2 separate regions of the Mus musculus genome follow, and region 2 is linked to region 1. The links are chromatin contacts, called in public Micro-C maps. All regions are on one chromosome and are shown on one strand. Each heading gives the region's core, a stretch centred on a gene start, on an enhancer-like site or on the middle of the called end of the contact. The rest is flanking DNA. Distances are from core to core; before and after follow the strand shown. Region 1 has its middle 11 kb from the start of Slc5a4b. Region 2 overlaps S100b (S100 protein, beta polypeptide, neural).

The links. Hi-C and Micro-C count contacts between places; a contact is called where the count stands out from the background.
Region 2: a Micro-C map of the HL-1 cell line shows a contact between it and region 1, with 2.7 times the contacts expected there. The contact joins two enhancer-like sites. A contact is called at or near these places in 2 of 484 Hi-C or Micro-C datasets (the HL-1 cell line and nephron progenitors) and 3 of 9 other capture datasets (adipose tissue, embryonic stem cells and pancreatic islet).

The regions. Positions count from the first base shown.
Region 1 is chr10:76,118,605-76,126,228 of GRCm38.p6, reverse strand. No RefSeq gene overlaps it. Among named protein-coding and RNA genes, the nearest start is that of Slc5a4b, 11 kb to the right of the region's middle. Within about 2 kb of position 4,523, at least 27 of the 459 cell types and tissues checked have an H3K27ac peak or open chromatin away from gene starts, as enhancers often do. A contact at or near this core is called in the HL-1 cell line, where this site is marked.
Region 2 is chr10:76,254,086-76,261,709 of GRCm38.p6, reverse strand. S100b (S100 protein, beta polypeptide, neural) reads right to left here. Exons shown (of 3, transcript NM_009115.3): 2 at 4,538-4,683; 3 at 391-1,782. The coding sequence starts at 4,675. The coding sequence ends at 1,642. Among named protein-coding and RNA genes, the nearest start is that of S100b, 4.1 kb to the right of the region's middle. Within about 2 kb of position 3,484, at least 115 of the 459 cell types and tissues checked have an H3K27ac peak or open chromatin away from gene starts, as enhancers often do. A contact at or near this core is called in the HL-1 cell line, where this site is marked.

The sequences.
Region 1 (7,624 bases), core at 3,274-5,773:
TTACATAACCTTTACATAACTGTTTAGTAATGGTGTAGACCTCTATACAATTATAAATTTTGTATTATTTCTCACATGGCCTGGGGGGGGGTGTGTGTCACAGTGACTCCCCCTCTTTAAAGGGTGCACATTGGTTACAGCTACTCTCTGGAGACTCCATAGCTTCTCTGATCAAAAGGGGGAGGTGACTTATCAGAGATCTCATTTTCTCCCGGATCCTGTCTGTTCCCAAAAGGAGGCCAAGAGCTGAACTATTCCAAGTTTTCTGTCCCTCTTAGCATGGCTTCCAAGTTTGGCTAAACACTGAGAAAGAAAGCCTTGCCAGTTTTGTAATGTTAACTCTGTGTGATATTTAGATAAAGCTAGACAAAATAGTTTTAAGTAAACCTCGGTTTTGCTATGACTCAGTAGTTGTAGGCTTTGCCCTGCCCTATTGGAGTTGCGTACTTCCGGTCCTCACCTTTTTTCAGGTCCACATACTTCCGGGTCCGCAGCTCCTTTTCTCCAGTCCACATTTACCCTGTAGTTGTGAATTGGCGCACCACATCCCATTCCATAGCTCCAATTTTGAGTCTCAGGCTTTCTTCTGATGAACAGATAAATCTAGCTTTAGGAATTTTAATAAACTCTAACCATCAAACATATACTATCTTTAAGTCCCACTCTCCACAAGCCTTGTACAGCTGACTTCTACCTTCTATGACTTAGCTTTAAAAGCTTGGTTTTATTCTCATCGTTTATTTTTAATACAAAAATCTTATTATATAGAATCCATTCGTTTCCAAAAAAATCTCTTTCTCAATAATCTTTTTCACATGGATTTACTTGTTGGGGGACACAAAGGTCCCTGCACTCACAGAGGAGCCCTAAGAAAACCAGGAACCTTAGCCATGTAGAGATCCCTCCGCAGTGTGGAAGATAAAATCAAATACCTGTGTTCCATCCAGAAAGCTGAGAGTAGAGGTTGTTAATGACCTGGTGAGCTTTTTGCTCTCTGTGGTGGCATATCTCACCCACCTATTGCTATAGAGGCAGACCTGACCCCCTATTGCTGTGGAGGTGGAGCTCGCCCAGATTCTCCAGAATGGTTATGCCAGCCTTGCCAGTTTGACAAGCCAATCTGCACCGGGATTTCATTCTTATCTCTCTGTGGGGCTGGCTTCCCTGCCTGGATACCTTCAGGGAACCCCTCATTATACTGTTTCTTATTTATCTTCCTAAATCAAAGTTGGATTCAAATAGACATTGTAGCAAATTAAGATTACTTGCACACACATTTTTTTTTAACTGTTGCAAGTCTTCAGCAAACTCGTGTACCACTTGGAAGTTTGTAGTTCTATAATTCTCTCCACTCTGTGGTCTCACAGATCCAGAGAGAGACAGAGACAGAGACAGAGACAGAGACAGAGAGAGACAGAGAGAGACAGAGAGAGACAGAGAGAGAGAGACAGAGAGAGAGAGACAGAGAGAGAGACAGAGAGAGAGACAGAGAGAGAGAAAGTTTACATTTCAAGAGTCTGGGAGATATTAATGACCTTGAATAGGGAAACTATCTTTGTAAGCAAGAAAAAACAGGCAGAGGTACTCTGCCAGCCAGATGTCTTTACAATTAACCCTGTACCTGCAGTTTTAGAAGATGAAGCAAATTTACTGATGTCTTTTAAACATCATCAATGGCCAGGCAGTGATGGTGCTTGCCTTTAATCCCAGCACTTGGCAGGCAGAGGCAGGCAGATTTCTGAGTTCAAGGCCAGCGTGGTCTACAGCCAGGGCTATACAGAGAAACCCTGTCTCAAAAACAAAAACAAAAACAAAAAACAAAAACATCATTGATGGTCATTAGTGCTATTATTTATTTGTCTTATTTGAAAGAAAGAGCAGTCACCACTCAAATACTCCTTGTCTGCATTCCTTCTATTATCTCCCCCCCACCCCCCGCCAGTCCTTCTGACCACAGGTTCCTTAAGGTTTCTCTGTTTGATGATTTGGACTTGGTGTTCCTGGATCCTTGCCTGCCCTCGTTAGTCTAATGCATGGTTGTTGGTGCCGTCTCAGCCTTTTTTTGACTTTTGTTTCCTTTGTCCCTGGCCATTCCCAATAACTTCTAAGTTCCTGTGCTTCAAGCCCTCAGCCTTTGGTAACGTGTCAACTGCATAGGTCCTTTGTGTGCATTAAAGGCCTCTAGTGCCCCTGTACTGGCTGGTTTTGTGTGTCAACTTGACACAAGCTGGAGTTATCACAGAGAAAGGAGCCTCCCTTGAGAAAAGGCCTCCATAAGATCCAGCTGTAAGGCATTCTCTCAATTAGTGATTAAGAGGGGAGGGTCTATCCCATTGTGGGTGGTGCCATCCCTGGGCTGGTAATCTTGGGTTCTATAAGAGAGCAGGCTGAGCAAGCAAGCAAACCAGTAAGTCACATCCCTCCATGGCCTCTGCATCAGCTCCTGCTTCCTGACCTGCTTGAGTTCCAGTCCTGACTTCCTTGGTGATGAACAGCAATGTGGAAGAGTAAGCCAAATAAACCCTTTCCTCCCCACCTTGCTTCTTAGTCAGGATGTTTTGTGCAGGAATAGACACCCTGACTAAGACAGCCCCCTCAGAGAGTCAGCAGATTATAAATGGGGGCCAATCTATTTCACAGAATGTCTACAGTTAGCTCAACACAATGTTTTCCTGAATATCCTTTGAAAGTTTTTTGTCATGCATTGTAAATGGTCATCTACCTTACTCTGGTCAATTACAATTTTCTGCCACTAAAAGATGGCACTTCCACATAAGAAGGATGAGGAAGTGGGCTACGGAAAGGCTTTTTGTGCTGCCGTTCCTGGACTCTTTCTCTTTTTTTGGTTTGGTTTGGTTTGGTTTTTTTTGAGACAGGGTTTCTCTGTATAGCCCTGGCTGTCCTGGAACTCACTCTGTAGACCAGGCTGGCCTCAAACTCAGAAGTCCTCCTGCCTCTGCCTCCCAAGTGCTCGGATTAAAGGCGTGCGCCACACTGCCCGGCACGCCTGGTCTCTTTCTTAATGGGAATATTCCTGTGCCTCTAAGCATCAGTAGTTTAGAGCTAGAACCCAATGCTGGCACCCTCATAGGACCACCTCGCCATTTGATGACAACTTCAAAATCACAGCACAAGACTCAACATTTGGGCTGGAGAGATGGCTCAGCGGTGAAGAGCACTGACTGCTCCTGTGAAAGGTCCTGAGTTCAAATCCCAGCAACCACATGCTGGCTCACAACCATCCGTAATGGGATCTGATGCCTTTTTCTGGTGTGTCTGAAGACAGCTACAGTGTACTTGTATAAATAATAAATAAATAATATTTTTTTAAAAAAAGACTCAACATTCATCTCATGAGCAGCCATTTATATGTCCTCTCCATCCCATCCCTCAGTACCCTGAGCATCTGTAGAACGATGCTTTCTTCTCTACCCTATGTGGGATTACTCTGTACATTCTGGGGCTCCAGGAGGTGATGAGGCTCCCCTTCTGCTCTCAGGTCAAAACGAATCTGGTTCTTACCAACTTGATGGGCTGTGCTTCTTGACTGGGTCCCTGAGCTTTTCTGAGTTCTATTGCACTCTTGGGAGTCCTGGCCCCAGGGCCACCAGGAGGGTATATCTCCTATGGATAACTGGTCACCTGGGTGCCAGACTAGTAAGCACTCCCGGTGTGTGGCAAAGTCTGGCACCCCTGTGACAACAAAGCTGGAATCACCATCACCATGGCTCTCAGCAGACATCACAAGAAATGTGGGATTCTGATAAGAGAAATCCAGGATACCCAGGCTTCTTTGGGAAAACAGCTTTCAACGATACTGGCAGATCAGTCTAGACTTCTACTTGAATGAACTGAATAATAGTGAAGTAAAACCGGGCTTTTTAATACCACTTTTCTTCGTCTCCCATACAGGGCAACTCATAATTCCATTCATTGTTTGAAAACCCCAAGGTGGAATCCCAAAGATCACCTGGATGTGGGGAAGGGTGTGCTTGGGTGAAGTAGCAAGGACTCACATGAGAATTCTATCAGAGCCTGACCCTCAAGGCCGCTTTGTCCTTCCAAGGTCTCTGGGAAGGCTTAGTAAGCAGGGAGGAGGAACGATGTGGTCAAGTTTAAGTATATTCAAGGATGTTGCTTAGCCACTACTGTTGTTTGGGTTTTTGGGGTTTTTTTGTTTTTGTTTTTTGTTTTTTGGTTTTGGTTTTGGTTTTGGTTTTTCTTATCCACAGCTCCCAGGAACTCCCACTGTGATAGCCACTCAGGCAGAAAAGGGACAAAGCTCAAGGCCACCTAAGATAAAATGTACAAGACTGACTGTTCCAACCAAGTGCAGGATTTAATGATATGAAGTACATTCATAGCACTATAAGCCATCGCCGCCTCCCGTTTCTAGAAATTTTAATCTTCCAAATGAAGTTATACACCAGAATGCTCTCATCTTCCAGCAATTCACTTCCTACTCTCTCTAGCCTCTGATAGTGTCAAGTCTATACTCTGCTGAAATGACTTTGTTTATTTTAAGAACCTCGCCCAGATAGAATATGTGACATTTGCCCTTTGCAGGCGTGGGGTGGGTTCTGCCTTAGATCACTTAGGAAAATGTTTTGAAATCTTTTGTCATGTGTCAGAACTGTATTTGTTTTCAAGGCTGACTAATAGAAAATGATCCACATGTCTTATGTTATTTATCAACTTATCTATTGATGGTTACTTGTGTTGTGTATTTGGCAGCTTTTTTGTTAAGATAATGAAATACCTAATACAGGCTCTGTGTGTAAAGCTGAGCTTTCAGTCACAGAGATACTTGCTTGAGCATGCTCATGGTACCTAGTCACAAAAGTTAGAGAATGCAAGAGGCTAGATGTTCAATAACTGATTGTAAAAATGCCCTTACAGACACAATGGAATTCTGTTCATCTATAGAGAAAACAGAAATCATGACATCTGCAGGTACATCGATGGAAATGGAATATATTCTGAGTGAAGTACCTCAGATCCATAGTTTTATACTCTACATACACTCTAATATGTGAGCATGCATGAGTTTATGTGCACCACACAATGCAGGGGCCTGTAGTGTAGAGTCATGCAGGGACATCAGAACCTATATGGAGTTACAGTTATGAGCCACCATGTGAGTGCTGGGAACCCAACTCAGGACCTCTGCAAAAGTAATAAGCATTCTTGTCTGCTGAGCCATCTTTCCAACCCTTATATCCACGTCTTTAGGTTTGATTCTATAGGAATATTTGGAATAACCTGTAGAAGCCAGGAAAGTAGAAAGAGACCACTGGGTAAAAACAGAGCAAAGAGGAAAAGGGAGGAAGAGGCCTCAGCTGGGGAGGCTAATATGAGAGAAGAGGACTGAGCAGGTAAGCAACACTAAGGATGTTTGGAGAAGCCATATGGATACCCATTACTTTATAAGCTTATTTATAGTGTGTGTATGTAGGATATCTATGTATGTGTGTAATGTGTGTATGTTTGTATATGTGTATGTGATATTGTTTGAAGTGTGTATGTGTGCATATAGATAAGTGTGTATGTGTGCATATATATACAGCATTAATGAATTTGCCTCCCTGTGATGAGGTAATACTCCCTGGTCCCCTCTGAGCCATAGAGGGGGAAAAAAAAAAACCAGTGCCTGCAAGGGATCTCTCCCTTTGAGCTGTTAGTTGGTGTGTCTGACAGACCATCAAAGCAATTTAAGCTATTGTTGCCCTTGGCTGCCTGCCAGGACATGAAGCTAATTCATGATTGCTGAAGACGACACACACTTCAGTTTCAGCCCTTGAAGAGATCAAGAACCTGGACGCCTCCTCCCTAAAGCAGCTCTCATTGTATTGGAAGGTGCCATGCAAGCTGCCAGAGGAGAAACACTGTCAACCGTCCAGTTTAGCTGGAAAGCCTAAGAACAGATTGGAACTTTCATCTTGGGTGTAATCAGTTAGCTGTTTAATTGGACCTAATGCCCATTCAACTGCGGAGAATGCATGCTTAGTCATGCTTAGTGCTGTAAACCTAGCTATGAGCCCACAGCTGGAGAGCTCAGAGGTCCTAGAGGGGAACATATTACTGATACATTGTTACTAAAGGGATATACATTTCAACTGCCTTTAAATACTTCTCTTTATACTATAGATAAAGGGGGTTCTCAACTCTCAGGGGGGAATCCATTTTGGAGTAAACAGAGGTTATTACAGGTGCACAACTGGTCACAATGCAGAGAAAGCCATTATGAGATGCCCAAGAAAGCATAACTCCTACACCCCGGGCTCAGAGAAGATTGTGGGAAAGGCGGAAGAAAGATTGCAAGAGTTCGAGGCCCAATATATACAAGAAAAGGTCATGAATTCAATAGGGGTGGCAGACGCTGGATGACCCGGCGGCAGGGGCCAGGGGTTGGTGGAGGGGGCAATGCAAATACAATGTCTCATGTGGGAAATTATTAAATAAATTTTAAAAGGTTTTGCTCTCTCTAAATTCTTTTTTAAATTAATTATTTTATTTGTTTACATTTCAAATACTGTTCCCCTTCCTGGTCTCCCCTCCACGAACACCCCACCTCCTCCCCTTCCCCTTTGCCTCTAGGGGGTGCCCCACCCACCCACATACTCCTGCCTCACCCCTCTAACGCTTCTCTGGGACATCAAGCCTCCACAGAACCAAGCACCTCCCCTCCCACTGATGGTTAAGTGCCTTCTCTGCCTGGCAGAACTCTGCTACCTTGTAGCGTGAGCCAATGGAACAGCCCCTGTATACCCTTTGGTTGGTGGTTTAGTCCCTGGGAGCTCTGAGGGGTCCGGTTAGTTGATACTGTTGGTGAACTATGATTGAGGTTTCCCGCACTAAGGCTCACGACATGACAGGTCCTATCAACCTTCATAGAAGTGGGAGGGGCTCCTGGGACCATATCCTTTACTACTGACCTGTTGGCTATCGACAAGTTCTGGGATGAGGGAATCTCCAGCTGCCCTGTTGTGTATGTATACTGAGCCCACTGGACCCCAGCAGAGAACTCCAAATTCATGCTCAAATTAGGCAACCCTGGTTAAACTCAGTGGATCACATTTAAAATAATAATAATAATAATAATAATAATAATAATAATAATACAGGCATAAAGAAAGCAGCCAATTGTGGTAAAGCTATCTTATCTCTCCTACTGGAGTCTGGTTCTGAGCCCAGATGGGTCAAAGGTCGTGTGATCCCATCCTCCCCACCCCCCACCCCAAGCTTCTTGTTCTTAGATTTTCTTGTTTATGTAGCAGGAGCCTCTGCTGGCTACTCCTGGTATTGCAGCATGTGAGAACCAGCCCACTCTTCCATCACCAAGAGATTCTGTAGTTTATACAGTGACTGGGAGGTGTTAGGTGGTGGGTTGTGACATATCCAAACCACAAGGTATGTACTAGGAGGAAAACAGAGCACTGGGGTCTGTACTGAAGAACCAGCTTTGTTGCTTTCAGATCTGACCCTGGCGGGGGGGTGGGGGGACGGGGGACGACGACACGCCGGTGGATGGAAGGAGGCCAAGGAGACGAGGGCTGTGCTCCACCTGAGCGTCAGGGTTCCCAGATATACCTGTGGCCAACACCATGAGTCATAGAAAACGCCC
Region 2 (7,624 bases), core at 2,235-4,734, 140 kb before region 1:
TCCTCCCCCGTGCTCTTCCCTCTATGACGAACCACCCACCTGTCAGTGATACTGTATTTGCTGGAAATGGGCAGGGCTCTAGGTCCTGCCCTTTAGTGAGCTTAGCTCCGAAAGCATGAGCTAAGCAAATATTTATTCCTCTTCAGTTAAGTCAGGAATTCTGTCACAGTAGCAAGGAAGCTAACATGTGACCCAGCCAGGCCAGAAAATGGCCAGCAAGAGTCACATCCTACTCTCTAGTCAGGGGTTGTCTGGTTCTGTGCAGCCTTTGAACATCGTAGAGCCTCCGGCAGTTCTAGCTGTCTCTCTCACCTACCCTTGGGCTCTGCCTGAGGGTGGGCTGAGGTCTGGGCAGTCTTTCTTTAGGGACTTTTAGTCCTTGTTCCTGTCTCACAAGTACTTTATATTTATTTCTTCTTCAGTGGTGATGGAGAATTTTCACAATGCTTTTATTTTATGCGAAGGCATTGTTCAGTTGACTTAATGAACTTCTAAGTCTCTTCTCTGAAAACAAAACAAAACAAAACAAAATAGAGATGGGTAAGGGTAATTTAGAATTCTCCTAGAATGGCTTTTTAATATTTGCAATGCAGTTTTTATTTAAATGTAACTTGGATTATTTAAAACGTCGCTATTTGAATATGCAAGTTAGAAAGCCTCAAGTCCAGCTTCCCACAGTCCTCGACTCTCAGCCTCACCAAGGGCTAAGCAGGCCCTAGGCACCAGCAGGTCAGACATGGCTCCCAGCAGCTAAAGGACACACCTCAGAGACCCTTAATTCCCCATCAGCTCGTCCTGTGAATCTCAACTTCCGCAGCCACTCACATTATGGACAGCAGAGGGAGCAAGGAAGATACAACTAACTAGAAAAAGACTCTGGCCATTCCCCTCCTCTGTCCTCCAGGAACAAAGCGATCATCCTGAAAGGAGAAGTCTGCCGAGCAGAATTTTGATTCTCGGTCCTGAGTTAGAATGTTCATACTTAGTTTGTGAGATCTAATTGTTTCCCCAGTTAGAACTGTTGGCATTAAATATTTACTTAGTAACGAATCACTGCACACTGTGGAAGAAGAGACTTAAGTGTGGCTGTGCTCCTCTGAGCTGGGGAAGGGTGTAGGCGATCAGTCTGTCTACTTTCTGGAGCATCATTTGCTCAGGCAGATGGCAAGCAGGTGTAAGGATGAGCAACCTCTTCGGGTGGCAGCAGATCCAGCTGTGGGTCTGTAGATGTATGGGAAGCATACATCTAAGAAAGCTGACTGACGGAAGTACTGTTGGTAGTCTGCCTTGATTCTTACAGGTGACTCTTCTACAGGGGCATGGTGGTCAGCAACACGTGTTTTATCAACAGAGCGTTGATCTCATCCCCTAAGTGACCCTTACCAACAGTTCCTGGGACCAGTCAGCTCACGGGAATGCCTAGCCTAGCAGAAATCATGATGTGCTAACTTAAAGCAGCCCCTGGGAAGGGGGTTGGGGTTTCATCCCCAAAGCAAACCAAGCTTCCTAATTAGTTATGTGTGTCTAGAGAGCTCAGCTCCTTCGAGCCCATGAGCCTTTGCTGTGCCTCCTCTTGTGACCCTCATGTCTGTTGCAGAAACAGCTCAGCTACTTTTTTTTTTTTTTTTTTTTTTTTTGGTCTCACTCATGTTCAAAGAACTCATGGCAGGCCGTGGTCACCATGGCGACGAAGGCCATGAACTCCTGGAAGTCACACTCCCCATCCCCATCTTCGTCCAGCGTCTCCATCACTTTGTCCACCACTTCCTGCTCCTTGATTTCCTAAGAGAGAAAAAGAGAGAGCGGGGGTGATCTTTCTAGATATAAGACGGAGCCGTCAGAGTGCTATTAAAAGTACCAGGCCGATCGATTTGCGTCAGAAGCAGTCCCAATACAGGAAATGAGACATCCTGACAGCCTTCTGTGCACAGGGACAGTCAGCCACAGGGACGTGGGGAGCAAGCAGTCTGTTCTCCTCTTTCCTTAGGTCTGGTGCGACCTGGATTACTTCAGAACAGGGGAAAGATGAAGAAGTAACAGACAGCCTGGGCCAGTGACGTGAGAGAAATGAACTCCCGCTCCTGAGCGTCTGTGTTTGGGAGTCTCGTGGATCCTAGCATTCACTAAAATGACACTTGGGGGTGGTGTGTCAGAGCCGCTGTTTATTCTTTTTCTTCATGAGTAACTTCCTAGGTGCCGTTGGCTTTTTCCCTGACAGTTCTGATGTCAGAGCCAGGTGAATGGTAGGACTGCTCCTACTAACTGATGCACAAAGCATGTGAACGGTCCAGCTCCTAACGGATGCCCCAGCAGTTGTGGGCCCCAAGACACCCGTGGGAAGAGTACAGGCTCTGAGCTTAGGTTTTCAGTACAGACTGTTTCAGTCAACACCTCCCCCCACCTCCCTGACAGGAGAGCACTGTGGGCAAGCCAACTGCTTCAAAGATTCCCGTGTAAAAGATGGTGATTCCCAGGGTCTCACTGGGGCTTTTAAACATCTCCCAAATGATAGGTGGGAGCAGTGTAGTTCTCCCAGTTGCAACATAGGTGCTTTGATTTCGAACCTACATGGCCTCCAGAGGCTGATGTGTAGGAGACTTGGTGCTAATCTGTGGTATCACAGGGAGATGATAGAACCTTCGGAGGCAGGCAAAGTGGGAGGAAGCTGCATCACTGAGCCACGCCCCTTCCTTTGTTTCTTTGTCCTCATTGGGGTGGTCTGCCTCAAAGGCCCCCCAAACAGTGGATCCTGACACCTGTGCACCGAAATTAGGAGCCAGGCCGTGGTGGCGCACACCTCTAATCCCAGCACTCAGGAGGCAGAGGCAGGTGGATCTCTGACTTCGAGGCCAGCCTGCTCTACAGAGTGAGTTCTAGGACAGCCAGGGCTATGCAGAGAAACCCTGTATTAGAAAACAAAAACCAACCAAATAAGTCAATAAGCCTTCCCTCCTTCAAGTTGATTGTTCTCCAGTGCTCTTGTTGAACCAGGCCAGCAAACATGCACGGTACTTTGATATCGTACATGAGTTATCATTTATAGATGTGCCGTTACTGGCTAATTTTTTCCTGTTATAAAATCATAGGTGTAGCAAATATCTTAAACTGTTATCAACTGGGATTTCACTAAATGTGAAGAGCCTGACACGCCCACCTCACCCCTGTATAGTCCTCTTGGAAGATGAGATTCCGACTCTTCTGTTAAGTCAAAAGGCAGAGGGCATGGGACGACAACTGCCCCTGCATACAGAGTTCCTGTCGCCCGGTATCTGAGTGCCTGAGGAGTTAATCCCCAAGTCCCACTGGAAATTTTCTCCAGAAGCCCACAAGCCCGCTGCCTTCCTACACATCAATTAATTTGCCTGCATGGGAGAAAGGACAACCTCAGCCAGACATCCAGTCAGTCAGTATCAACATGCCCAGTTAACTTGGAGAGTGGTTTCCTGTTACCATGTGACATGGCTGTGCCACACCCAGGCTTGGCACTTGACCCAACGCTGACTGGTTTTCCTCTGTCTGTGTGGTTGGCTACTTCTGTGACCCAAGGGCGCTCTCTGTGACAGGACACATTCATTGTATGCCACCAGCGTTCCCATATCGTTCAAGGCGTGCTGTGAGCCTTGGTTTAGGGGACCAAGGGAGCACTGGGTGGCAGTTGGATCACAGTTCACCTCCACGGGAGCACTTGGTTTGTAGGCAGTAGAAACGCTAATAAACTGATTCAAGGGCAGAGGAGACAGTGGGTAAGGAAGTGAGTGTTTTCACTACCAGAATATTAACTGCCCAAAGACGAGCAGCTTGCCAGGAACTCTTCTGCAACTCCCTAAGTGGACTCCAAACTAAATTTAGGCCCTGATGTCATATGCTCTCGGGAGCCCTTCCTCCCCTCGGGCAAGTATTCACTCGTGGGCATGCTAGGTTGGGTGCTTTGTGAGTCCCTGTATCTCAAATATTGAATTATTGAGTGATCATTAAATGTTTATTTAATCTCTGATATTTCTTTGTAGGAAGTACCAGACAGCTAGACAAAGCGAAAAGATTTCTTCCCCTCCCCGAAACTTCTCATGCTTTGAAAAAAAAGTGTCTGTGTGTGTGTCTGTGTGTGTGTGAGTGTACATGCCTACGTACTCTCACACCATGGTACACACATGGAATTGGTCTTGCCGTGTAGATCCCAGCAGTCAAACTCAGCTCATCAGGCTTGGTGGCAGGTGCGTTTGCCTGCTAAGCGTTCTCACCGGCCTTGTTCTGTTTTAAGAGATGGCCCAGGCTGGCTTCCTGCTTCCACCTTTGAAGTACAAGGACTACAGATGCGTGCTGACGTATCCTAAGTGTCACTTGTGAGTGGCTTACAATTCTCTTCTGCTGCCCTCACCCATGGATCCTTAGATTCAAGGGATAGAAACAGCCCCTCTGAGCTCATACTCCAAGGGCTTAGCCATTCAAACTAATATCCAGAAGCAACCCAGGGTCTGGATACAGAGACAGGAGCAGACATAAGGACCATTTCTAGTGCAGCTCAGAGATGGTCTCTTACCTCCAGGAAGTGAGAGAGCTCGTTGTTGATAAGCTCCTTCAGTTCTGACTTCTTCAGCTTGTGCTTGTCACCCTCTCGCCCGGAGTACTGGTGGAAGACATCAATGAGGGCAACCATGGCCTTCTCCAGCTCGGACATCCCGGGAGCTGCAGAGGAAGGATACGTTTTCATGTTTTCTACCCTGTTCTTTGGAGAGCTTAATACGTTGTTCTCAGGCCTCAGCTCAGATGAGGGGTAGAGAGGCCTACCAGGGAGAGGCATCCTGGGATCCACGCTGACCAGGGTTCATCCTCTTTTGCCCAGGCCCACCCTGTCCCTTCTATGTCCCCATAGGCTACAGAGCGAAGTTTCCAAGACCATTGGTTTCTGGTTGGGTTTGGCCAATGAGAAACTAGCAAAGATGCTAATGCAAAGCATTAGGGAATGACTCCGGGTCTTCCTGGTGGCTATTCCCAATCCCAGAGGTCTCCAGGATATACCATCAGCTGATGGATTTAAGAAAGACACTAAGATGACTAGTAACAAGTAAATATCTACCTGTACACACGCACACACACACACACACACATCACTATCAGTGAACCATTTTTAAAATGCAGTAACAGCTTCCTCATACAGCAATAATATCAGGGGTTAGGAGGAAAAATGCAGGTACTTCCAAAAGATTCTGAGGAACAAGATTAAGAATGTTCTGGCTAGTTTTATATCAGCTTGGCACAAGCTAAAGCCCTTTCTCAGAGACAGGAACCTCAATTAAGAAAAACGCCCTCATAAGATCCAGCTATAGAGCATTTTCTTCAGTAGTGATCGATGAGGGAGGGCTGAGCCCATTGTGGGTGGTGCCATCCCTGGGCTGGTGGTCCTGGGTTCTATAAGAAAGCAGGCTGAGCAAGCCAGTAAGCAGCATCCCTCCATGGCCTCTGCATCACCAGCTCCTGCCCTCGGGATCCTGCCCTGCTTGAGTTCCTGTCCTGAATCCCTATGATGATGATCTGTGATGTGGACGCCAAAGCTGAATGGCCCTTCCTCCCCAACTTGCTTTTTGGTTATGGTGTTCATCTTAGTAATAAAAACCCTAACAAAGAGCTTATTTTCATTTGAATTAATATATTAGTTTAAGATGTATAAATAAAATATGAGTGAGGTTTTTTTGGGGGGGGATGGGGGACAAACCAAAAATATATATATAAAAAATAAAGACTGTAAAATTCCTGTACCAAGTTTTTGAAAACTACCAGTGAAGTGACCTTGCAGAAACACGTACTCCAAGGTCATATGGTTCTCCTGGCATCCTGACAGGGCGACGGAGGCCCAGCCCTGAGTTCTGTGCTTGCTTCATTGGCCTGGCCTCAGAGTACAGCAGCTTCTTTGTGAACAGGCATGCATGCCTGAGAGAAGCAAACAGCCTTTGCAGTGGGCACCTGATGCCACAGCCACAGCCCGGGGATTCAGGGAGGGCCGCTCGATTATCTGAGGAACTTCATTAACATTAAGCCATTAAGGGTGGCTCTGGGATCATTTTAGAAACCAGCCTCTTAGGCAGAGACATTTGGCAGCTCCTAGCCTCGAGTTCTGATCCTTAAACCAGAACCTGCACTGTCATAATTAAACAAAGGTTCAAAAGTCATTTCCATGTTGAACATGTTACATTTTAGAATACAACTTTCGTAGCTTTTTACATTTTTATTAAGGATCTCCCAAAAGAAACGAAGGTTTTCGCCCTGTATTGGCTCTCTGGTTCTTTGGTTTGTTCATGTTTTCCAAAGACACCTGAAGTACCTCATATAAGAAGAACAACCCAGATAGACAAAATGTAACATTCTCTCTTAGTCTCTTAACTTGAGTTTTTAGTTACTGTTGGTCTTTTAGCTAAAAGAAAATCCTATGTGTCTGGGTGTTTTGCCTACAGGTATGTCTCTGTAGCGTGCATGCCTGGTGCCCGCAGAGGCCAGAAGAAGGTGTTAGATCACTGGGAACTGGAATTACAGTCAGTAATTCCATGTGGATGCTGGACTGAACCATCTCAACAGCCCCGGTTACTGTTTTTGTTTGTCTTTTTTTTTTATGAAAGAAAATATGTTTAGTCCCATGGGGAGGGGAGGGAGGAGAGGGGAGGGAAGGACAGGCACAGAATTATCTGCCCTTTTTCCTTTTTAGATTGAGATGGGGGTCTCACTGTCCCCAGATTCTCTTCTAAATAATGATCTCCTTGTCTCTACTCTCCCAAGGGTTGGCTCATACCCAGCACAGTTATTGATTTAAAAAAAAAGTCTTCAGAGATTCTGTGTCATACTGATACTGCTCAAAGTCCTAACGGCTGGGGGAGGGAGAGCTAAATGATCTTTTTGTGGATAAGGACTAAGACTTAAAAGTAAATGGTGAAACACCATATCCCATAGGCAAAAAATAAATAAATAAATAAAAATTTATTTTTTCATGACTATATTAAAAATTCAAAAATCTCCCTATTCTTTCAACTAAGGAAGCATTGGTTTGTTGTCTGCCTTCTAAGACAAACGGATGAGTCTTTATAAAGAAACACAGGGCTGGAGCTTCTTGGGATGGCACTGCCTGTAAGGTGAGGGGTCCCCACAGAGACCACCCTTCCCCAGGAGGGATGACAGGAAAGTCAGGAGCCACCCCCAAACCTTCATCTCTCTGTCCCAATTCATAATGATTTGAAAAGTTTCAACTGCTTTGGATTTTTCTTTTTTGAGCAGTGTCTGGAGATGTAGCTCTTGGCGTTTCGAATAGGAAAACTGGAAAAGCTCACAGGGGTGCTCCAGGGACCCCGGGAAAAGTTGCCATGAAGAAAGGGGAGCTGCGGTTGGAGATTTGGGGTAACCCTATTCCAGGAAAGGAAATCCTTCCCTTAGGACTCAGAGAAGACGCACTGTGCGCCATCTCCAAAAACATCGGCAGTCATTCTGAAGTTCTAACTATGGCCTAAGGTTTCCCTGGTTTAATGAAAACAAAACCAAAGACAATCCCCCCGCTGTAACACAGACACTGCATAGTCAGTGTCAGCCGCAGTCACAAGGAAACAGTAAAGGCAGCCTAATCAGCAGCTCTGAAATGCCACCAAAT